Regions from separate parts of the Mus musculus genome. Here regions 1 and 2 are each linked to region 3. Evidence: chromatin contacts called from public promoter capture Hi-C data. All regions are on one chromosome and are shown on one strand. Each heading gives the region's core, a stretch centred on a gene start, on an enhancer-like site or on the middle of the called end of the contact. The rest is flanking DNA. Distances are from core to core; before and after follow the strand shown.

The links. Promoter capture Hi-C pulls out the DNA fragments that hold promoters and counts their contacts.
Region 1: a contact with region 3 is called in a promoter capture Hi-C map of hippocampal neurons, with 2.3 times the contacts expected there. The contact joins the enhancer-like site here to the promoter of Hpcal4 in region 3. A contact is called at or near these places in 7 of 39 promoter capture datasets (the 3T3-L1 cell line, the C10 cell line, cranial neural crest and 3 more) and 1 of 9 other capture datasets (embryonic stem cells).
Region 2: a contact with region 3 is called in a promoter capture Hi-C map of liver, with 2.8 times the contacts expected there. The contact joins the promoter of Kcnq4 here to the promoter of Hpcal4 in region 3. A contact is called at or near these places in 8 of 39 promoter capture datasets (cranial neural crest, embryonic stem cells, hippocampal neurons and 3 more) and 1 of 9 other capture datasets (embryonic stem cells).

Annotation. Positions count from the first base shown.
Region 1 is chr4:120,879,758-120,883,706 of GRCm38.p6, forward strand. It overlaps Rims3 (regulating synaptic membrane exocytosis 3), which reads left to right. Exons shown (of 8, transcript NM_182929.3): 4 at 3,318-3,459. Among named protein-coding and RNA genes, the nearest start is that of Rims3, 27 kb to the left of the region's middle. Within about 2 kb of position 2,669, at least 78 of the 459 cell types and tissues checked have an H3K27ac peak or open chromatin away from gene starts, as enhancers often do. A contact at or near this core is called in hippocampal neurons, where this site is marked.
Region 2 is chr4:120,744,943-120,748,966 of GRCm38.p6, forward strand. It overlaps Kcnq4 (potassium voltage-gated channel, subfamily Q, member 4), which reads right to left and starts at 2,457. Exons shown (of 14, transcript NM_001081142.3): 1 at 1,918-2,457. The coding sequence starts at 2,234.
Region 3 is chr4:123,180,479-123,184,809 of GRCm38.p6, forward strand. It overlaps Hpcal4 (hippocalcin-like 4), which reads left to right and starts at 3,026. Exons shown (of 5, transcript NM_174998.4): 1 at 3,026-3,146; 2 at 3,275-3,378.

The sequences.
Region 1 (3,949 bases), core at 1,419-3,918, 2.3 Mb before region 3:
CCCCAGGCTGGCCTGTGTGGCCACACCCCATCATTTACTAGATGGACAGTTCAGGCAGGCTGCTTCACTTCTCTGAGCCTGCTGTTTGTTGAAGACGTTAATATATGCTTTGTAGGGCTAACCAGTTCGAGGGGGAAAGGTCTTGCAAACTCAGAGAGAAAACCTCCCTCTGACTTTGTTCCCGCCCAGCCTAGGCCCCTGCTGAACCAGGGAGTTAAGATAGATGTGCGAAGGTGCACAGCCTCCTGTGACTGGCACGTGGGAGACGCTCGGCAAAGTGTTAATACTTTTTTAAGGTTTATTTTTATTCTCATTCTCTCTCTCTTTCTCTCTCTCTCTCTCTCTCTCTCTCTCTCTCTCTGTGTGTGTGTGTGTGTGCGCGCGCGCGCGCGTGTGTGCGTGCCTGCGTGCGTGCATTCATGCACATGCACGAATGCATGTACAAACTCTGAGTATGCCAGTGCCTCAGCCTGCAGCATCCTCCTGGATGGGAGAATCAGACAAGTATGTGGTCACCTCGCCATGGACATTGCCCCAGGGATTGCTGCTCTGAGAAAAGATCCCAGAAGGGGACCCCTGTTGCCCTAAGTAGAATGGCTTGATTGCCTGTAGAACTTGGCTATGAGGAGGGATTCTTTTCCTCAGCCTAGCCTTTGGGGCTCTGGATCGTCTCTTGCAAGAACCCCACCCTCCCAGTTCATGAGTAGCCTATGCTGGCTGTAGCCCTGCCTGATCCTATTTGTTCCTGAGCCCAGCTCATGTAATGTAATGTCTAGTCTGTCACACCAGTCCCTCTGGTCCCCTGCCTGTCTGCCCTCTTGTAGTTTATCACTATGCTTCCCTAATGCAGATCTCTAAAATCCCACTCTGTGCTTTAGAGGGCTAGTTCTGGCTCCATAGCTTTCTGTGGAATTGTCAGAAAGTCACTTTCCAGTCAGGGCTGTTTCCTCTTCAGCAAAATGGAGCTAACAATGCCCTCTCCCAACTTCTTCTGAGATCTGTCAGTTCACCGAATTGTGGGAACAATGAAGGGTGAGGAGTTTGGGGATCCTAGGACCTATGTAAAATCTGACCAGACATTAATCAGGCAGATCCACAGAGGGTCATGCTGGGCTGAAGCAACCCCCTTCTAAATGTCCAGTACCAAGGACAGAGCCCTTCCTTCCTGTGCTGGCTGAGTCAGGGGCTTGAGACTTGTGGAAGATGGCAGAGTGTAGCTGCAGGCCATGGCTGCCCATCTTTTGTATGTGATGGCACAGAGAGAATGGCTCCTGGAAGCTTTCTCCAGGGAACACTGAATTATTGCAACCATTTGGTCTGGTTTTCTAGAGGGAGCACCATAGTTATTCCCTGGTTCAGCAGGGGCCTAGGCTAAATGGGAACGAAGCCAGTGGGAGGATTTCGCTCTGAGTTTGCAAGACCTTTCCCCCTCGAACTGAAGAAGCCCGAGTTTAATCTCTGCTGAGTCACACCTCCAAGAGAGGAAGTAATGGGAAAGGAGGGGGGTGGCATGTCAGCAGACAGGCAGTCTGAGGGCCTCCTGGCTAGCTCCAGCTCTTTAGCATCAGAACCCAGACTCCTCCTCACTGAAGTGATGGAGGGGCCTAGAGAAGTACATATCTCCGACCCTCCAGGAGTCCCCCACTCATGGGTACTCACACTGGGTTGGGCAAGTCTTATCTAAGAAGGTGATTTCACTTTCAAATGGGTCAGAGCTTTCCCAGGCTCCAAAAGAATGTGTGTTGAGGGGGTGAGGATGTGAGGGGGAGGCAGGGTGACTTTCAGCCCCCATGGCCATCTGTCTTCTGAGTTAGAGGGGAGTCGGCAGTTAGGAGTCAGGGACAGAGTCCCATGGCAGGTCACACGACATGGGTGGGTGGACATCATGTGTAGTGAGTAGATGGGCTCAATTCTAGATGTTAAAGATCATATATATACAACCTGTTTGACAGTGCACACTCTATCCATGCAAGACCTGGAGGGCCTGTGTGACTGTGTATATACAGACACATGATATCATACATGAAGTTATTCACATATATGATAGTCAGCACTCCTGTGTGTCTGTCTTATGCGTGTGTAAGAAAAATCTGTCCAAGCTAAAATGACTCTGTGTGTGTGTGTGTGTGTGTGTGTGTGTGTGTGAGAATGGTTCCTGGATGTGCTGGCTATTCTAGCTATCTAGACTAGATAGGCCACATTGAGTTTAGAAGCCATATTCCTTGGCACACTGTCCTGTTCTCTTTGCCTCCCCTCCACCACCCTATCTGCTAGAGTTTGCCCCCTTGGCCTTCTCTCATTCAGTGGGGACTTCCTGAAGGGTAAGTGGGGCAAAACCTCCCTTTCCTAGGCTGGGGACTTGACTGTTCCCTCCATAGCCCATTGGCTGCCTTCCGGGATGCGTGTGCTGCTACTCTGCCCTAGGCATGCTTGTTGGCCACTCCACTAACAGTTTTCTTGGGCCTGTAACTGGTGGCAGCAAATGGCCCATTTGGTACAGTCCCTATCTGAGTGCCACTTCCCTCCCCATCAAGTTGCTCAGCCATCAAGCTTTAGCAGGGGAGTCCCTGCAAAAACCCCAGCCTGTCTTCCCCCAGCCCCACCCCCGCCCAGGAGGAGAGCTGTCTAGAGGGACCACACTGCAATGCTAAGAAGGTTGCCATGGAAACCCAGGCAGGCTGGTGTGCTACTCAGAGAGGGAAAGTGCCCTGTGTTTCCTGCCAGGCTGAGGGGGGTGCGGGGCTGGGGCCCCTGAGCAGAAGCTACAGAGACAGGGTGTGTGTGTGTGTGTGTGTGTGTCGGGGGGGCTGGGGAGGTTCTTCTGTGGACCTTCTCAAATCCAACATCAGTCCTGGTGAAGCTAGTTACCCGACTCTGACCTTACATTCATGATGCTCTCCAGCAGGCTTACTTGAGAAAACAAGTTTCAAATGGCCAGACTTGTAGTGGCGCAGCAGAGGGCTTTGGAGTCTGGTCAGATATCTAGAAGAGAAAGTAAACCCGGAAATCCTAGAACAAACTTTCCAGAAGTGAGAGGAAGAAGCAAGTCTTAAGTTTTGGGGTTCAAGATGAAACAGAATGGGAAGGTAGAGAGGGGGAGCCTAGTGAATGGTGAGGGCCCCAAGACTACAGGGCTGTTTACTTCCAGTTGAACTTCTATGTCCCTGGGCAGCTTTGGGGTCAGCTCAGTGGTGTCCCAGCCTTGGCAGATCCCCACCTGCCTCTGTTCAGAGAATCTCTTTGGTAGCACTCTTCAAGAAGCCTAGGCCATGTTTTGACCTTTTCCCCCCTCTCTCTCCTTGGGATGGGAACCCCAGAAGGGGCCACCAAGAAGCTTCGAAGCAACATCCGACGGAGCACAGAGACTGGCATTGCAGTGGAGATGCGGAGCCGTGTAACCCGCCAGGGCAGCCGGGAGTCTACCGATGGGAGCACCAACAGTAACAGCTCCGAGGGCACGTGCGTGCACCTGCCACCTGGCTTTCCAGCCGAGACGCCTGCATCCCCCTCCTGCCCTAGTGTCCCCTGTCCCCTCCTACATAGATATCTGCATTCCTCCCCCCCGCCCCAATCCCAGCATCCCCTGTCCCCTCCTACATAGCAACAGCTCCGAGGGCACATGTGTGCACATGCCAACTGGCTTTCCAGCCAAGATGCCTGCATCCCCCCTGCCCCAGCACCCCCTGTCCCTGGGGTCCAGGTCTCCTCGGAGGCCCTGGGCACATTTTTTGTTCTTTTATTTTGAGAAGGAAATTGGGGCTCCTGCCTCCCATTACTCACCCTACACCCTGCTCCAGAGGACATAGACAGAAAGGAAACTGTGACCCTAAATTCCTTCTAAGCCTAAACCCATTTTCATGGCTTAGTTGTGTGAAATCTTTATAAATCACCTTGCTTGGAGATTAGGGAAGAAACTTGGACTAGATCCATGTTTTAAAAACTGTCACAT
Region 2 (4,024 bases), core at 1,207-3,706, 2.4 Mb before region 3:
GGGCTGCCCCTAGCCAGGGCATTCCTGGCATCTGGAGAGAGGCGGATGTGGGGCAAAGGTGTCATCCGATTTAGCTCCTGGTAAGAAGGGAGGCCCCTCTAAAGAAGCTACAGTAGTGGTTGGTCAGGGTTAGGCTGTTTTCATCTCTACTTGACGGCCCCAGCCTGGGGCCAAGGAACTAAGTTAGGAGCCAACTGACTTCTCTAGGCCCTGCCATGACTTGGAAAAGTCACCTCCAGGGAAGAGCCTGTGGAAAGCATAGCTGTGCCCTGTGTCTTAGCCTCCCTAGGCACATAAGGGGCTCTGGCGTATTAATGTTCAGTGGACACTGGAGCCCCTAGTCCACCAGCATTGAACTATATCACTCCACTGACAGCTACATCCAACAGACGTCCGTCCAGGTCTTTTGGGTGCACTGAGATGTGGGCTGCCCCTGATTATTCACTGGGATCCAAAGCCTGGCCTTACACCCAGCAGAGTCTCAGCCTGGGGTCTCTGCACAAAGCCACAGCTGCCACTCTAAGTATTCTAAGTGGGTCTGTAGAAAGTTCCCTTTCTTTGTTCTTCCTGGTACCATCTTCCTCTTCCCCTGAGATTCTGTACCCAACCCCCCACCCCCCGGACTCATGGGGCAGAGGTAAGAGGGCATACAAGGAGGACAAGCAGAAAGACACGGGTGGGGAAAGCCAGATAGAAGGGTGGCCAAGCAGGTGAACAGAGAGATAGACAGATGGACACACAGACATCAAAATAAGTAAGAGGATAGGCCCACAAAGCACGAAGACAGACAGACCAACAGAAAGGCTGTGGGACAGACAGGTAGAGAGATTAACAGACAAGCTAACTCACACACAAAGGGAAACTCAAGTCTTGCATAGGGACAGATTGTCAAGTGACTATCAGGTGGACAAAGCGGGCTGCCCTGGAGACCCTGGAGCAGGCAGTGGTAAGAGCAGCTCATTGTCTCTCCCAGGCACTTCTCAGCATCTCAGCACCAGGCCCAGCCCTTTAACCGATATGGCCTGGGCCTCTCATGTTCCTGGTCCGACCAGGCCTTCCCCCAAGACTGCCTTCCGAGCTGCCAAAATTCACTCTCTACATCCAAGAGGGGTCAGTGTTTTGAAAGTTGTAGGAGCCTGCTGAGAGGAGGAGGGGCCCCACAGCGGCATTGTTTCCAAACATACCCCTCTCTTCTTTCTTTTTCCCCATGCTCAGAGCCAGGCCTAGTACAGCTGGCCAGCAAGGCAGGAGAGCTGGGCCCAGCCTTCAGGGCAAGGCAGGACAGGGCAGGGCAGGCAGGGCAGCCTGCTGCCTTGGGTACTTCGAAGTTGAGGGTGCGGAGCAAGACTAAAGAAGACACGGATAAAGTTGGAAACAGCACACAGGCCTGTCAGAGCCATAGGGACCCTAGACAGCCCTGATCTGGGTACAGCCTGTCTCTGAAGAGAGAAATCTCCAAGGGGACCAGGTGGGAGCACAACATAACTACAGAGCCTGAGGGGAGAAAAATAATGTAGGGGCTAGGGTCTTCTGTGTCTGGGACACAGGGAGGGTGAGGTGAACAAAAGATAAGGAGAGTCCCACTTTAGCGGCTTCGGACTTGGTAAAGCAGAGAAGAGCAAGAAGCTGAATGACGGATCAGAGCAGTGGGGCTCTGCGATCAGGATGAAAGTAAGGAGAGCAGGCAGAAGAGGTTAGACGCCAGGGCAACAGGGGTCAAGGCTGGGAGATCAGGGGTTAGGTCAGGCTGGGAGACCGAAAAGGGGGCACAGGCCCAAGAGGGGAACTGAGTGAGGGTCTGCCCCGGGGCAATAGGATAGAGAGGTGGAGCCAGCGCGGGGTGGCGGTCCCCAAGGAGTCTGGCTCATGCGGGGTCAGAGCCGGGGCACGTCAAGGGGTGCGGGGGCTCCAACTTACATGAAGACGTGGTAGACGAAGGCCCACCCGCGGGGCCGCTCCAGCACGTTGTAGACCCAGTTCTGCAGGCGGCGGTAGCGCTTCTGCGCGGCGGAGGAGCGCTGGCCGCCGCAGGCGGAGCCCGAGCCGGAGCCCGGCCCAGGGAGGGGCGCGCCCGGCGGCAGGGGGCTGCCCAGAAGGCCGAGGCGACGCGGAGAGCCGCCCCCGCCCGCCTCGCCCTGTTCACTCTGCACGGCCGTGAGCGCCACCAACTCCGCGCGGGGGGCGTCCCCGGGCGGGGGGCCCAGGCCGAGGCGGCGCGGGGGGGCCTCGGCCATGGGCGGCGCCGGACGGGGGACCGGGGCGTTGCGGGGCGGGGGCGCGCTCGGGCGGCTCAGAGTCGCATGGCTCGAACCCCGGGCCGGCGAGGCGACCCTGGGCGCGCACGCAGGCGGCGGGGGCTAGGGACCAGGCCGGGTCCGTGCGGGGTCCGGAGGCGGTCGCTCGGAGCCTCGGGGCCGCGGGAGCCCGTACTGACCGCCCGCTTCCCCGGCGACTGGGGCGGCTCTTTCCGACTCCAACTCTCTTATTACGCGCTCCATGCCGCTCGCCTTTCCACCTGCCGCCGGCGCGCCGCTCACATGTCACCCTCCCCCGCCCCGCCCCGCCCCTCCCCCGCCCGCCCCGCGGCCGCCTTCCCAAATCGGGGAGGGAGCGAGAGAGAAGAGCACCGGGAGGGGGACCCGGGTCGGACGCGGCGGAGCAGGGCGCGCGGTCCGCCCAGTCGGTGTGTCCCGGCCCCGAGCGCGTGGCGCGGGCAGCGCGCCGGGCCCCGAGGCCGGGCGTGTACGAGTGGTGTGGCCCTGGTGGCCCGCTCTGGGGAGGGAGGTTGGGACGCCTGGTGAGTGGTTGTGGAAAGTGGAGCGTGGAGTGTGGAGTTGTGGCCGCGGTAGCTCGAGGGACACTTACATTGTAGAGTGGAGGTGTTTGTGTCCAGAGAAGTGCCTACTTGTGAGAGTTGGCTAGCCAGCCGTGGGTCTGCGTGGGTTCAGAGTGAGTGGGTGGATGGATGGATGGATGGGTGGGTGGGTGGGTGGGTGGATAGATAGATGGATGAGAGTACAGAAGAGTGTGCAGAACCGGGCAGTACAGCGCGATGGGTAATGTAAGCGAGGAGGTGTGCCCGTCGGGTCGTGCCCTCGGTTTCTAGTGCAGGGTGTTTAAAATGCGCTGAGGGCCGAGTGAAGTTGGGACAGCAGCTTCCGTTCCTCCTGCTGTTGTTACTTGAAGGGCCCGGTGCCCTACAGCTATCGAGAGATGTGTGGGGTGGTGTAGCTCACAGTTGTGCCCAGATGCGTCTCTCCTCCCGTCTTGTTGATGAAGGAGGAGACCCCAGTTGATCACCCTGAGCAGAGGGGACGCTCCCTCCCTGATTACGTACCTGCCCTCATCTCCCCACTCCATCTCCGCTCCGTGGGATTCACACCCGCCACCCCCTTCTCCCACTCTAGCCCAGAAAAGCTTGTTTAGGGCAGATAGAAGTATAGAAATAAACGTACTAGGGGCCAGTATTAGGGGAACGGACAGAGCACTCCCAAAGGCCTATAGCACCCCACCAGGACTTTCTCTAGGAGCACCCCTCTCCAGCAAAAAGTTCTCGGTGCCTGACCTCCGTCTCCGCTGTGAGCTGTCTGGCCCCTTTTCCCTCGCCCTCCTGACCGTGTACTAGGTGATGATTCGGGTTTGCTGGCCCTCCTTCCTTCTTCCCCAGCCTAAAGCGATGGCCAAACCAGACGCTCCCGCTCCCTCCGCAGGCCCTGCCCCAGGGTGAAGCGCTTCCGCAGCAAACTCTTCTTCACTCCTCGGGGAGGATCTCGGGGGACACAGCTAGCTGGAAGGGGGGGGCGGGCTGCAAGCTCGATTCTCAGCTGTCAGCAAAGGCAGCATTGATCTGCTGAGCGCCAGAGCGGGAGGGCTGGAGGGAGGGCTATGGACCGTGAGGGTGGGTAGGATTCGAAGTTCCCAAGCTACCTTTGGCAGCCTGTACCCCAACCCCTAGCGACCCTTACCCTCCTGCCCAGCTGGGATGCATTCTGGGGTCTGACCTGAATCTCTCCCACTGCTGCTG
Region 3 (4,331 bases), core at 1,776-4,275:
CCATCCATTCATGGATTCACAACTTGGTTTCTGAGGCAAGGCTTTGTTAAAGAGTGAGCATCCTCTCTGATGCTTCCTGGCTCCCATGCGCTAAGCATCTTTGCTTTACCATGAGCCACACCATTGTGTTTTGCCTTGGACAGGCCCCAAACAATAATTATGGTCTGTGACACCTGAAACTGTGAGACAAAGTAGATCTTTCCTCCAACTAAATGGTTTGTCTTGGGCATTTTGTCACAGCAATGGAAAGCTAATCCAACTGGCAAGGAGCGGAGCCCAAGCCAAGACTGCTCCAGAGATGGTAGATGAACTTGCTATGTGAACTTGTGCCCATCACTTTTCTCAGCACCTTCATTTCCTCGGCTCTCAGATGCGAATAACAACAATACCAGCTCCGCAGAGTTTTTAGCGGGATAAGTTAGGTGATACAAATATAATACTTTCCCTTTGTCCATGGAATATGTGTCAAGACACACAGTGGATACCTTGACTTCAGACAATCCAAAACTGTAATTTGTTGTTGGTGATTGGTTTTTGTTTTGTGCCAGGTAACTCTGAGAACTCATTATAAAAACCAGGCCAACTTCACAGTTACTTTCCTGCTTCTCTGACTCCTGAATACCGTGATTACAGGTGTATGCCATCACACCTGGCTCAACCCCTGTAATTTAACGCCTCTTTTCCTTCTAACCGAAGCATGACATTTCCAGTGTGGTGTACAAAAGCAACTCTAGCACATGGTTCTTTTTCCTTCGTCATAATTCCATGGATTTGTTCTTCCTGTAGCGCTTCACTATCAACATATACTTGCCTCACTAAGTCAAGAACTCCCAGTTTTCACTTACAGGAAGACTTTTACAGCTTCTCTTTGAGACATCCAAATTGCCAGAATTCCTGTTCTGGTTGGGCTATTAAGTAAAACACACTCACTTACAAATACTCACTAGCATAGCTGATCTCAGTAACTAAGGGACAGATGGTATATACAGAGTGGATATGCTGGACAAGAGGACAGAGGCTTAAAAGGAATGGCAGATTTCATTATGGCAATTAGGACAGTCTACCGCTTAAAACTTGTGGATTCTGTGTTTCTGAAATTTCCCATTTGGTGTTTTGGGCTGTGACTGATTGCAGATAGTGGAAATTGTAGAAACTAAGACCACAAATAAAGATGTACCGCTGTGAAGTTCTAGCACAACGTAAGCTTTCAACAAAGTAAGCTATTGTTAGGGGCGCTGGAGTCCAAGGAAAGCCCTTGGATTCATGTCTCTATAATTCTAAAACAATCACACTTCCTTTATTCTCCTTCTCTTCTCTCCACTGAGTCTCTAGTACCAGCTCCCACATTATACAGACTGGGAGGTCGTGGATGAGGGAGGGCTTGCTTGAGATCATATGAGGGTCCCTAGAAACAACCAGACTCCATTTTAGGTGTTCAGGTATCACTTCCAGCAACCCATATTCTCCTCACTTCCCTGCACGTTGGGTTATAGTTAACTGTAACCAAGCACTCTTGCTTACCACTTGAGGGTTTAAAGCACGGAAGGTACCCGAGAAGGACTTAAGGCTTTTAAGGAACTTCATGAGTCACCAACCAAAGATGCCATGGATGTATCTCCTCTTTGACTCGAACACGGAGCTCCCAACCGTATGCTGCAACCCCAGAGAGAAGGCATATCCAGCTGCTAGAACGGGACAGCGCAACTGGCTTAAGAGGAAATGGATAGCTCTCATAAGGAAGACGCGGGTCCTACTGGTTTCCCCTGGCTGTGCTTTGTTTGGGAGTTTCTAAGACCAAATCTCCAAAAACCGGTTCTTTGCCTGTCCTTAGTCCCCCAAACAGCGCTCATCTCCACCATTTGCTGCCTGGACAGAAATCCGGCCTCTTCTGCATCTGCAATCCCATTTAACCAATCCCCCACGCGTCCCGCCCCCACTTTTGGTAGATCCCTTGAAGTCCCTCCTCCGCACGTGGCCCAGCCCAGGGATCTCTGCTCCCCTTTCGCCCTGAGTTTGGCGTTAGAGCTCTTTCCCACCACCTTGGGTTGTGAGCTCTCAGACACCAGTACATCCGTGGCGACTGAGCGGGCTGTGACGAGACCCCCAAGTGCGGAAAGGAGGTGTTTTCGCCTCCCTGAAACCTTCCAGACCCGTTCAGTGTAAACCGCCTCTGGTTTGTGTCAACATCCGAGGCCGGAGACTGGCGGCGGCTGGGAACCGGCTCCATCTAAGCGACGGGAATGCGGGAGGGTGGGGAATGGAGCAATGCTTGGCGTACTGTAAAGGCTCCTTCTGGAGGAGAACCAACAAGTCTTTTTAGGGGTCCTCGAGAAGTAAGGATAGAGCCTGACAAGAGATCTGACTTAGAGTTGTGGGGGTGGCTGGAGGGAGCCCACGCCCTCGTGTGTCTAGGTAGAGGATACTTCCACATCCACCCAGCTCGTGCCGCACCCACCCTCCCCTCTGCTAAACGGCGGGAGAGGAGTGGGTGTGGAGGGGCACTGGTGCAAAGCCGCGAGTTCTTGACCACCCCATCTCCCCTTTTCCACCTTGCCACTCCGCAGCTCCTCATTGATCCCCTCCAGGTACGGGCAGGACAAGAGACGGGGTCGCATCTTATGAATCACCCCCTATCTTACCCCCACCCCCGCTGGGGCCCAGGAAGAGAAGGCTTAGAAATTCAACTGTGGTTCTTCTGTTCCCATAGCAACGGTGCGGTTGTTTTTTGCGAATCCACTTTAATCATCGGTACTTTTCGCTCCAAACTGTGACCCAGGCTCTGAGCCTCAGGGTTGAGGAACAGATGGGGGTACAGCCCTCTACAATCCTGGCGACTCCGGGAAGGTCAGCGCGGGCGGACGGGCGGGGCGCGCTCTTGTGGTAGCCTAGACTCACAGGCCACCCCATCCCCACCTGAAACCCTGCCTGTCACTCGGTGCCAGCCGAACCAATCGATGTCCAAAGTTGCTGAGAGGAGGCGGGTCTTATGCAAATCGTGTCGCCTTCGAGAAGCAAATAGTGATACAAGAACTGGGGAGGCGGCTCCGACGCGGACCCTACAGAGCCTGTCGTCCGCCTGATAGCCAGCCTTGTCCCCGCGGCCGCCCAAGCTCGGAGCCATCTAGCGACTCGGCGAGCGGCCTCAGGTAATGAGGGTGGGGCCGGGCCCTAGAAGCAACCTCGCGGGGCGGAGGCCCTGAGCCCCTCCTCCTCCGCCTTCCACTCCCATCCTCATCTGCTCAGATCCATCTTTCTGACCCTGGGTCTGTCATAGGTGGACAGCCATCTGGGAAGCCCGCCTTGGGCCAGGAACTTTCACTTCAAGCCGGGTCTCCAGTTCAAGAAGGAGGTACAGCTGCCTCCTTACCCCCAGCTCAGGTAAGAACAACCATTCCTCTGGCTCCAGTGCAAACACACGCGCACGCGCGCGCACACACACACACACACACACACACACTCTTACTTGGGGGTGTGTGGTGTCACTGGTGCTAGAAGAGAGGTTTCAGTCACCCTGTGTTCTCTTGCCTCTAGAACCAAGCCTCATGGAAACCTCTACTTGGAGGTAGCCCACACCGACACCAATAGTTCACTGTCATTCCCATCTCAGGGTCTTGTTCCCCAAAAGACCTCGATAGCAAATTCATTCTCTGACTACACTCTCTCTGCCCCTTATGCTGACAGCTCACAGCATACCTAAGGAAAGGATGAAGACCCCTGAGGCTCCTACTCCAGACCCATTCACCATCTCCCTTCTAGTAGCCTCCCAACTAGACAGGGGTTCCACACTCTTCTTCCTTTATCTTGCTTGGAGCATAAACCAGGGTTGCTCCTCCCAGAAGACCACCCCATAGCTCTAGCCTTTAAACCTCATCATCCCTCACACAGGAACGCACCAGGTCCTCTCTCTGTAACCCGGTCTTCTCTGTTCCTTTTGTGCCTGTTGCTCCCTCTCTCGGCTTCCTGTTGTTTGCAGAGATGAAGCCAAAGATGAGTCCATGTGGGCTCATTTTCTCCTTTCCCTATGTCTGAATGAGAAAGCAGAAGAGTGCAAGCCTTGCCTTCGCCTCGATCTCTGCTTGACTTTAGCCAAGGCTTTTCCCTCTCAGATTCTTCATGAGATAGGCAAAGAGCAGGACAGAGGAGGGTTCGATGAGATGGTCTTGAGTAGCCTTCCAGGTCTGACATATTCTGGTTCCACAGCTGATTACAGGAGAACAAAGCCCTGTTCAAACCATTAGGATATTTCTCAGAGGAGACCTGAGAGGCCCCATCCATCACTGTAGGGACATCCTTTTCACTCAGGCCAAGGTTCAGGCTACTCCCTCCTACAT